Regions from separate parts of the Drosophila melanogaster genome. Here region 1 is linked to region 2. A link is a contact called in public Hi-C data. All regions are on one chromosome and are shown on one strand. Each heading gives the region's core, a stretch centred on a gene start, on an enhancer-like site or on the middle of the called end of the contact. The rest is flanking DNA. Distances are from core to core; before and after follow the strand shown.

What was found. A called contact is a pair of places that touch in the nucleus more often than the background predicts.
Region 1: a Hi-C map of the Kc167 cell line shows a contact between it and region 2, with 3 times the contacts expected there. The contact joins the promoter of Ube4B here to the promoter of CG34043 in region 2. A contact is called at or near these places in 15 of 107 Hi-C or Micro-C datasets (the Kc167 cell line, the S2 cell line, cellular blastoderm embryo and 7 more).

What each region holds. Positions count from the first base shown.
Region 1 is chr2L:13,016,071-13,020,985 of dm6, reverse strand. Ube4B (Ubiquitination factor E4B) reads left to right here and starts at 1,552. Exons shown (of 9, transcript NM_135753.4): 1 at 1,552-2,196; 2 at 2,809-3,157; 3 at 3,325-4,731; 4 at 4,800-4,915. The coding sequence starts at 2,930. It overlaps CG9933, which reads left to right. Exons shown (of 3, transcript NM_135754.4): 1 at 1-755; 2 at 1,060-1,188; 3 at 1,257-1,411. The coding sequence ends at 1,310.
Region 2 is chr2L:10,277,506-10,282,458 of dm6, reverse strand. CG34043 reads left to right here and starts at 1,587. Exons shown (of 6, transcript NM_001038804.3): 1 at 1,587-2,078; 2 at 2,139-2,406; 3 at 2,773-2,826; 4 at 2,889-2,939; 5 at 3,046-3,099; 6 at 3,201-3,508. The coding sequence starts at 1,629. The coding sequence ends at 3,340. Ufd4 (Ubiquitin fusion-degradation 4-like) reads left to right here. Exons shown (of 8, transcript NM_135525.2): 7 at 1-114; 8 at 180-516. The coding sequence ends at 462. Utx (Utx histone demethylase) reads left to right here and starts at 3,648. Exons shown (of 15, transcript NM_135524.4): 1 at 3,648-3,810; 2 at 3,863-4,209; 3 at 4,534-4,645. The coding sequence starts at 3,761.

The DNA of each region.
Region 1 (4,915 bases), core at 303-2,802, 2.7 Mb before region 2:
AGCAGACGGATCACAAGACTGAAGCTGCGGCGGGGTCGTGCGGCGAGGGCGACAGTCCGCAGAGCAGTCAATCCCCACCAGAACATCCGGCCAGCAAATCGCCCACATCTCCATGCACTGCCTTCGAGACGAAAGTCAAGCTTATATCACAGAACCTCAAGGAAACCACGCTGGCGGAGAGCACCGGCGCCTCCGTATCAGCATCCACATCCACATCAACACCCACGTCCGCCTCTAGTAGCATCAGCGGCAGCATGCTGGAGTCGCAGCAGACACCCAGCCAGTCCACCCCCGAAACAACAGATTCCGCCTCGTCGTCCGTGCGCGTGAAGAAGGTACGCTTCCATCCGGACGTCAAGGAAAACGACGGCGGGAACTGGATGAAAAGAAAGCGACGCTCCATGCATACCAAACGAACCTCCTCGCCCAGCGGCGCTAACTGTGATGGCATGGAGCTGGACGGTGAGTACGAGGACAACGATGACGATGAGCAGGAGGAGGCGGAGGAGGAGTTCGATCTGGCCAAGACAATCGCCGAGGCGGAGGATTACCTCAAGCAGCACCCGTTGACATACGTGCAGCGCGTCGAACAGAACGGCGAGCGGCTGCAGGATGGACTGCTCAGCATCGAGGATATGCTAAACGAAGTCGGCGAGGAGGTGGTCACCGAGTACAACGACGAGGACTTCTTCAGACGCATCAAGCCCGAGAATGGCATTGAACGCATTCTGGGCAAGGAGACCAAGGCGGGAAAGGTACGTTTGCAATACGAAAGCAATAAACTATCAGTACGGTTTAGGGTTCACAAATTTTCTATGAATTCGATTACAGTTTCATTTACAACACATTGTTGGTTTATTCATATCATATTTAGTAAACAAAAATTCTAAGCTGGAAAAGGTTTGCTATATGACTTTTGCTTTTACAAAATAAATAAGCCAAAGATCAGCTTTCTTTACTTTGTAAAGCGAAGGAAAACTTTTAAACAGTCTGAATCTTATGTAGTTTGCCCTCTATCCCAATTGTAGGTATCATTTAATAACCTTAATATCCTTGCAGGTTGAATTCCTTCTGCGCTACGAGAACCAAGGCGGACTCTTCTGGCAATCGGAGGAGTTCATCAAGCGCACGTGCCCCTCGCTGCTCAAGGCCTACGAAATGAATCGAGAACGACGTCAGCAGCGCTTGGTTAGTCCTTATCCTAATTAAAACCACATATAATGCCAGTTTGTAATTCAAATGCTTGTGTTTTGCAGATGCATCACGTTGCCAAAAGGCAGAGTCTGCGACAGCGATACACGGATTTCTAGTAGCGGTTACTTAGGTATTAGGTTCATAATTAGGTTCCACATAATTGTAACATTTTTGTAAAATGAAGTAAATGATTTTCTTTTGTTGAACAAAAATAACTAAACAACACTTGCTTTTCATTATGTGTCATGAGGAATATAACCATTTTGGTAGGCCTAATTTTTGATTTCCCATCGTTAATCAGTTCGCACCTAGTAATTCAGCGATATTTAAATATTTTCAAACGACAAACAAACAATAGTTTCAGATATTTTCAAACTAGTTCTCTTAGAGCAAAAAGGATATATAAATTGGGTATAGATGCTTAGAGAACATTATTGCAATTAAAGGCAAAAACAAAAGTGCAAATTTAAAATTACAAATAGTATTCAAATGATTCACAACTTTTCGGATGTTTAACGAAATTTTAAATTCGATAATGAAATCATAAAAATATGAGGGCCCTGCAAGGGTTAAAGCAACTATCGGCGAACATTCCATCTTTAAGTGTGACCACGCCGCGGCCAGTGTGACTGTCGGCCACCAGACCAAACTGAAACACTGTTCGTCGACTGACGCGAAACCCAAAAATTATAAGTAATTCAATTGGAGGAAAGTTCGGAGGTCTGTATTTCTTGAGCCCATCGCCTGGCCAGTGAAGCATTTGTGTCGATATACGGATCGCATTCGGGCGATCCCCACATAGATATAGCCAGCCGAGGGCCGATAACCAATCCCCACGAAGCTCGCAGAACAAAAGAGAAATTTTTTGCGTGGTCACCACCAGACGTGGAATTGTTCGGGTGAATTGTCGAAACCATATAGAGTTCCGTAAAATGCAATAGTTACGGGCCGTAGCACAACCAATACGTTTTGCAGCAGGTGAAAGTCGGTCCGTAGAGTCAGGTAAGTGCGAATATATGTGCGGCGCAATCCTCGATTTTCCGTATTTCACACACCCTCACATCGAACCTATGTCCGATTATATATCCCACGATTTTGTGTACTTTATCCGCCGTCTCAAATGCGCAAATGAGCTGGTGATATCCCGTGCCGATCCGATCCTATTCGATCGGCTATCCCTAAACATTATATAAGGTTTCGCCATCCGATTCCGCATATGTTATGATATTGTTTACTGCACTTGTTTTGGGTGCAGTGCAGCGCCAGTGCTCGAGAAATCCTCTTCTAAAAATAGTTGCAGCCGTGCACTTTTTGTCAACCTCGGCCGATCTGCGTCCGCTTTTGATTCGCACACTGACTGTGTGCGGCAGGTCAGTTGTCCTGGTATGCTCCCAGCTATGCTGCACATCATCCATCTAGTGCGTAGTTGCGTAGCACAAAGAGAAACGGCCAATCCATCTGGTTTTGGCGATGGCGGCATTGTCTTCGCGTGAACTTGACGTTGACCGCTGGACTTTGTTTTAATTTTCTCTTTATTTGTTATTTTATTTATTTGTCGAGTGCGCGTGCTTTTGTTTGGTTCATTAACCCACATCATCGCCTCTTATTTTGCAGCAGCATCAGAAGAAGCGGCGGAAAAACTACGCCACAAACAAACAAAAACAGTGAGAGAGGCGAAAACAGATTTGGTAGCACAACTGCGCATTGTTTCCCAGAGTACCAGCGGATCCGAGAAATGCCGGAAGAAGAGCCGCCACAAAAGCCCATGGAGGAGGAGGAGGATGATGATCAGGAGCAGGATCAGGATCAGGACCACGAACAGGATCAGCACGAACAGGATCAGCAGCCCCAGTTAGCGCAGGGCGAGATACCCGGTCAGCAACTGCCTGAGCAACCCAACCCCGATGTGCAGCCGCAACAGCCGGCCGAGTCTGTGGTGGTCACCGAATTATCCGCAGAAGAGGTATATCGTTTTCGCAAACTTAATGAAGCAACAAAATATCATATTTAAAGTTATCTAAATCAATAATACAAGTAAACTATTTTGTAAAAGGAAAACGAACTTTAAACTATGATATACTTTAATTGGTAACAGCTAAATTGGTGAACTAACCTCTTTAATTCTTTCAGATGCGCGCCCGTCGTCTTCGGACTTTGGCTGCCCGAAGTGGCATCCAGTGTGCCCTGGCGCCCCTGACTACTACGCCACGGAAGCCGACCAACGTCTCTGGCGAGTCTCGACTGGTACGTGAGGCCACGCCCGGCGAAAAGGAGGTATCGCTGCCCACTTCGGCGCCCGCTTGGAGGGAACTGAGCGGAAAACCGGACATGGATGTGGAGATGAAGTCGGTGGTCTCGACACCAATGCAAGATGTGGATATGACGACAGCGCTCAGCCTGCCAACAGCCGAGGCCACCAAAAGGAGTGTGTTGCAGAGTTGCAAGATATCCGCTGGAAATGCCGAGTTGTCCATTGAAACTGTAGTCGGTCCAAAAAAAAGTGCGGATGAGCAAAACGAACAATTGCTCTCCCGCCTACTGAATGCCACGTGGAATGAGTACGGTAGCGGGTCCATCATTTGTGCCCAGAGTGCCAGCTTCCTGGAGCAGCAGCCACACCGCAGATTCGACTTCGAGTGCATTGTGGCCAATGTGCTCATGGAGGCTGTTTTGAAGATCTACAACGGTGAGCTGATCGAAGGAGATGGCGTTTCTGTTAAAGCGGACGATAAAGAGTTCTCCTCTGCCAAGAAAATTAAATCAGATGATACGGAAGTACAGGAAATCCTTGCCAACGCAGTAGCCACCGGTGGAGCAACTGCCAGCGGAGAAACTGCGGCTGCGGCTGCTGGCGCATCTGGACCAATTGAAGCAACTAGTAGCGAGGCAGCTGGTACTTGCGTGGCTCCACCAGTGCTTAGCATCGTTGCCACCACCAAACACCACGTGCTGCTCTATTTAATCCGTTGCTACCAGAACTATCAGACAGAGTGCTCCCGAAAGACGCCGCTCACCCAGCCTGCTCTGCAGCTGGCGTTTGAACAGGTGATGCGAATGACCGTCTTGGTGCTCACCGATCGCATTTACCAGAATCTCAACGGCCACATGGATCAGTCTGCTCTGCTGGATCTGATGTACATGGCCAAGGTGAGCGAGCCTTTCCTCATCGACTTGATAGCCCACACTCACCAGGATCGCGAAGCATTCGACACAATTTTCAGTCAGGTGCTTCGTGGCCTCTTTGCCGGAATGCAGCGCAATATCTGCACTTCCAAGATCAGTGTGCAGCAAATCGAATGGCTGTCCAAACTGGTGGTCATCAAGGTGGGCAGTGTGCGACCCATCGCAGATCTCGTATCCAGGCAGCCCAACTTCCTGCCACCCATCTGCACAAAGATCTCCGGTCGAGAAATAGTAAAATGCAGCTTTCTGGGACCCTTCCTTTCCGTGTCGCTGTTCGCTGAGGAGAACATCAAGTTTGCGGAGTTTACCACCAAGAACAAGCTTGAAGATGCATCCAGCTCTCGATTGCGATGGGTGAGTAACTAATTACTAATGTAATGTTAAACATAATGTAATCATTGAATGAATTCTTAATATTTTAGGAGCTGCACTCAATGCGCACCAATATGCACGTAGTGTTCCATTCACTGTGCGTAAATGCTAGCAGTCGTCCCAAGACGCTGGAATACATCGCCAGTATCCTTCGGCACAACGATCG
Region 2 (4,953 bases), core at 338-2,837:
CGCTTTTACTCCCTCAGAGGCACGAATGATGATTTGTGGCGAGCAGTTCCCCCATTGGAGTCGAGAAGACATTATTTCATACACTGAACCAAAACTTGGTTACAACAAAGACAGGTAAGCTTGCAATAAGATAGATGTTTTTCGAATTATTACAACTAATACATTTATTTTAATTTCAGTCCCGGATTCCAACGCTTTGTTAACGTTTTGTTGAGCATGTCGGGTGACGAGAGGAAGGCGTTCCTCCAATTCACAACCGGTTGCAGCAGCCTGCCGCCAGGCGGACTGGCCAACCTTCATCCCCGACTGACAGTTGTCCGAAAGGTAGATGCTGGCGTTGGAAGCTATCCATCCGTGAACACGTGCGTTCACTACTTAAAGCTTCCCGACTACCCAACCGAAGAGATCATGAAGGAGCGCTTGTTAACAGCAACCAAGGAAAAGGGGTTTCATTTAAATTAAACGATTTATTGTACTCGATATTCAAGTTAATAAAATTTGAACCTTTTGTTATTTAAACAGCACTGTTGCAAACAAATAGAAGGGATCGTGTAAATATTCTATTCCCCTGTTAATGAGAAATGTCGCCACAGTTGTAATTTGAGGATCAAATGAGTCTTTTATATACAAGTGTCTTAAAATATTGCAAAATCTAAGCTTGAAGATTTATAATAATTAAGTGCGACACTGAACTACTTTTTATTTAATTCTATTGTTGAGGTATTGTAATATCGAAGGAGAAAAACGTTTTTTAAAAAACCAGGTTACTTCAATTCTTGCTGATGCTGTTTCATAATAAAAATTAGCCACATTGACTGAGCTGATCAAGAACTACCTTGAACTCTGGAATCACTGGGTAGATCCCAGTCGGAACAGACAGCTCCTTTTACTAATTTGTTATCAAAAAATGTGCTACTTATTTATACATTTCTGTGGCAGTTCATTTGAAAACATAAATAATGTGCTTTCTGCTCTGTCGACTGCGTTTGCCTGTAAACAAATTGCAGTCTAAGCTTGCGTAAACAAGAAAATAAATATTACTGCTTATATTAATTGTTCTTATATCTTCCATTAAAACAAATAACAAAAAGAATCTAAAGCTAAGTAAATGAGTTCATTTTAAATCTTTTTAAATCGTTGCCAAGACACATAAAATATTTATTATTACCTTTTTTTCAGTTATTTTAAATTTTTTGCTAACAAATTGGTTCACCCTTTTAACGATTTTCCGTGCTTAGTGAGCTGCCCTCTTAAATTTTTCATTCATTTTATGAAGCCAGACAAACAACAGTGAAACAGTAAAAACATGCGATATAAGATACCAAAAATTTGGGAATCTTTGTACTAATTGTTATCACATAATGAGCGTAATGTTCAGACTACTTCCTCAGTTACACTTCATATCTTCATATATAAAAAAAAGTGTTATTTCGCACACCTGTTTATGCTCAATTATCGCAACTGAATTAAGACCCAAGAATGCGGGTTCCGCTGTACTTAAGCAAATTATATAAAAAGATAAGCTATATCTCTCGGCATCTGTGCATCTGAGGTTGCTTACTATCTTAAACGTGTAAGGAAACCGTGAAGACAGTCAAGATTCTCCCGCCTGCGTAGCCAAAGATACTATGATTTCGGTAGCTCTGATTATCTTGTGCTTTTTTCCGTTCGTGCAAAATGAGTACTTTCGTCCTTCGTACCAAGTCCTTGTGCGCAAAAGGAATACTCAAGGAGATTTGATCGACGGCCATTGCTATGGCAATATCATTCAGAGTCGCTTGGTTTTAACATCAGCATCGTGTTTATTGAGTGATAACGATTTCGTAAATGGTAGGGAATTGTTAAATGCTGATGAGTTGGCGGTATCATTCAAAGGCGAAGATTTGAACGAGTTGATATACCTCGTTGGTGGCATAGACGTATATCCGCAGTTCAATTTCTCATCGTTGGACAATGATATAGCGATCCTAAGTCTCAGTACGCAACTTCCGCTTTCCGAGCGAAACGATATTGAATGGGTTTTAGTCGCTGACTATGATATTACCGATTTTCCATTGGAGGAGGGTGTGGAATCTTACGTAAAAACATATCCTTTTATGTGAAAAACGATTTTATTAATATTAAAATTACTACCACAGGTTTGGAAAAATGCGGATGGAGAAAACATATATCCCGGTTATGGTGTTATTCATGAAAGTAATTTAGTTGGAATCATTTCCTATGGCTTGCCATTGAAAAATAAACGGGAATCTAATCTTGAAGTTCGGCGCCCAAATAGGTTTACGCAATTAAATCCATATTTAAGTTGGATATATACAATAATACAGAATACAGAGATTGCGGACATTCAAAATAACAACTACAGTGTATCTCTACCTTATCGTCAAAGAAAAATCGCAGAAATAGGTAATGTAAACCGAAAGTTATTTGCTATATTTATTTTGTTGTCAAAAGTAGTTTATCGTTTGCGGATTAAGAGAAACAAATAGTTTCGTAGAAACTTTCCTCTGCTTTCCCGAGAAAGATTAACTGCATTTTGATAAGAATATTTCTATGATAAAACTAAAAAGATCCACTTTTAGCCGGAATTTTAAGGTCTAAAATTTATAACGCTTTTCTTTTGGGAAGAAGGGTTATCTTAACACATTTATCAAAAATCAAATAAATATCAAAGGTACTTTACTAAAATTTTTATAAATCCATCAGGAATTTTATTTTTCATTGTTATCTAATTACATATAATTAATTAGTACATTTTTAAATATTTTTCAGTGGAGGAATTCGTTGAGCCTGATGCGGTGTATTTTCCAGACCCAGCAAACCCCAGTAAGTCTAATTTATTCAGTTTTATTTTCTAAAATAACTTTAATTTGAATATTTAATTTCAGTTAAAGATGAGATTGAAACTGAGGTAGAAGATTTGACGGACTCAGAAACTGGTAAGAAAATGAATACGGCTGTTCTACTTCGTAATTACTTTTACAAAATTTTTAAATTTTTTTGTTTTTCCTTTGCTATACTTATTTACCGAGTAATTGTTTTTAGATGCTGTAAACGTGGAAAGCGTCTCAGAAGATTTTTTAAACACGGAGGACCCTTGTAAGTTAATTCATTGTTCTATTGATATTTAAATATTACATTGATTGTTTGAATAATATAGTTTTAATTAAAAACTACCTAAAATTTTGTTTATCTTTCAGTTAATGAAAACATTGAAAGTGAGAAGGAATTCCTAAAAAACCGAGCAAACACATCTAAGGCCAAAGGAGTTTGTGCATGGATATTCACATTTAATTTTCTTCTAGCGATAACTCGCACAATAAATTTCCATTTTTTTTAACTAAATTTTCAATTTATTTTTTGATCTTCAATAAGATCAGTTTCCATAACTTAAATGTATATTTTATCTGAAAAGTATCAAAAGAACTGCATTAAGATTCAAATTTTTAAAACATAAATTGTAAACAGCATCTGTATTGATTTGGTGTATAATAAATTGTTATCAGCTAACGCGAAAATAAAAATTATTTGGTCACAGTTTCCCACAATTTTCCAATCGTTCCAGTTCCGTTATCGATTGCGCAGTGAGAAACTAACTTCAAAAAAGGCGTGACACGTCGACGATAGAAAAATGTATCATCTCTAAGAATATTTTAGTGTCATCTCTAAACTAAAAATATAAATAAAAAAATATTTTAAAAACTACGCTGTATTTTGCCCACGCTTCTAAAACCCAGTAGATTTAACAGTTGGTTTAAAAATGGGGCAACTAACTTTCGAAGATGATTGCCTGATCCGCGAACTGGATAGGTACGATTAATGCCACCCGCTCGAATCTTGTTTAATAATATTTACGTTTCAGTCGATACTACGGCTTTTTGGATTTGTCCAATTCGAAAAATGCGGAATTAAGGAATCTCGTTCAGCAGACCATCACAAACTTACAAAACTACATTGCAAATGGTCAGGTTCACGAATCAAAGAACAGCAGTGATAATAAAAATGCTATACAAAAGTTTGAGCCATCAACTCAAGCAGGTGAACATATGGAAAACACATCTTCCCGAAACAATGACGACACCAAACCTTTCGAGCAAGATGCCAAGGAAAAGGTGTCCATCATTGAAGAAAAACACCAGGATGAACACTACGTTAACGCTCTTTGCAAACTTGGCCACCTGCATCTTCTTCTTGGCGAATACTCCGAAGGTAAATACATAAATCCAGATGCACATGTCCAGATACAATCAGTGCACTCTGCAAATGACATCTATAGGATATATAGGATGCTTGTAGTCCTCACAAATTCATATATTGTGAATATCTGGTTCTTTTACCTTACATAATGTGTCAGGTGGAACAATTGTTTCCAAACTCGGGAACATAGTTGTAGAATGCCGCATTAATGACACACTTTAACATTAAATACTGCTAAACTGCAGAGTACGACGCATAAATAACATAACACTTCAATCCATCACGAGAGATCCTGAAAGAATTGAGTTGTTTTTTAATATCTTATTCTTTTTGTAGCTTTATCAGCGTACCAAAAGTATTTAAGATTCCGAGAAAACAATTACTGGACAAATCATGCATTTATCTATGGAATAGGCGTTGCTTATTTTAAACTTCGGTGCTTTAAATGGTAAGTTTACTTATCTTTTTAATATTTTAACTGCTTAAATATATTTGTTGTATTTAAGAAATATCTTTATGCTACGTTCAAAAACAATTAAGTTATATTTAATAATTAAAACCCATTACATGCGATTTTGATATGAATCGTTTAAACGTAGATGCATGTGCAGTGGAAGCACATTTATTTATCAATTGTAATCATCGATGGCTCTTATCGATGTATACGTTTCGCTTTCATATCGTTCCCATTTAATCACGATATCGCGCCTGTCACATCCCTATTGTATTGATATTAAATTGTTTACTAAATAGATT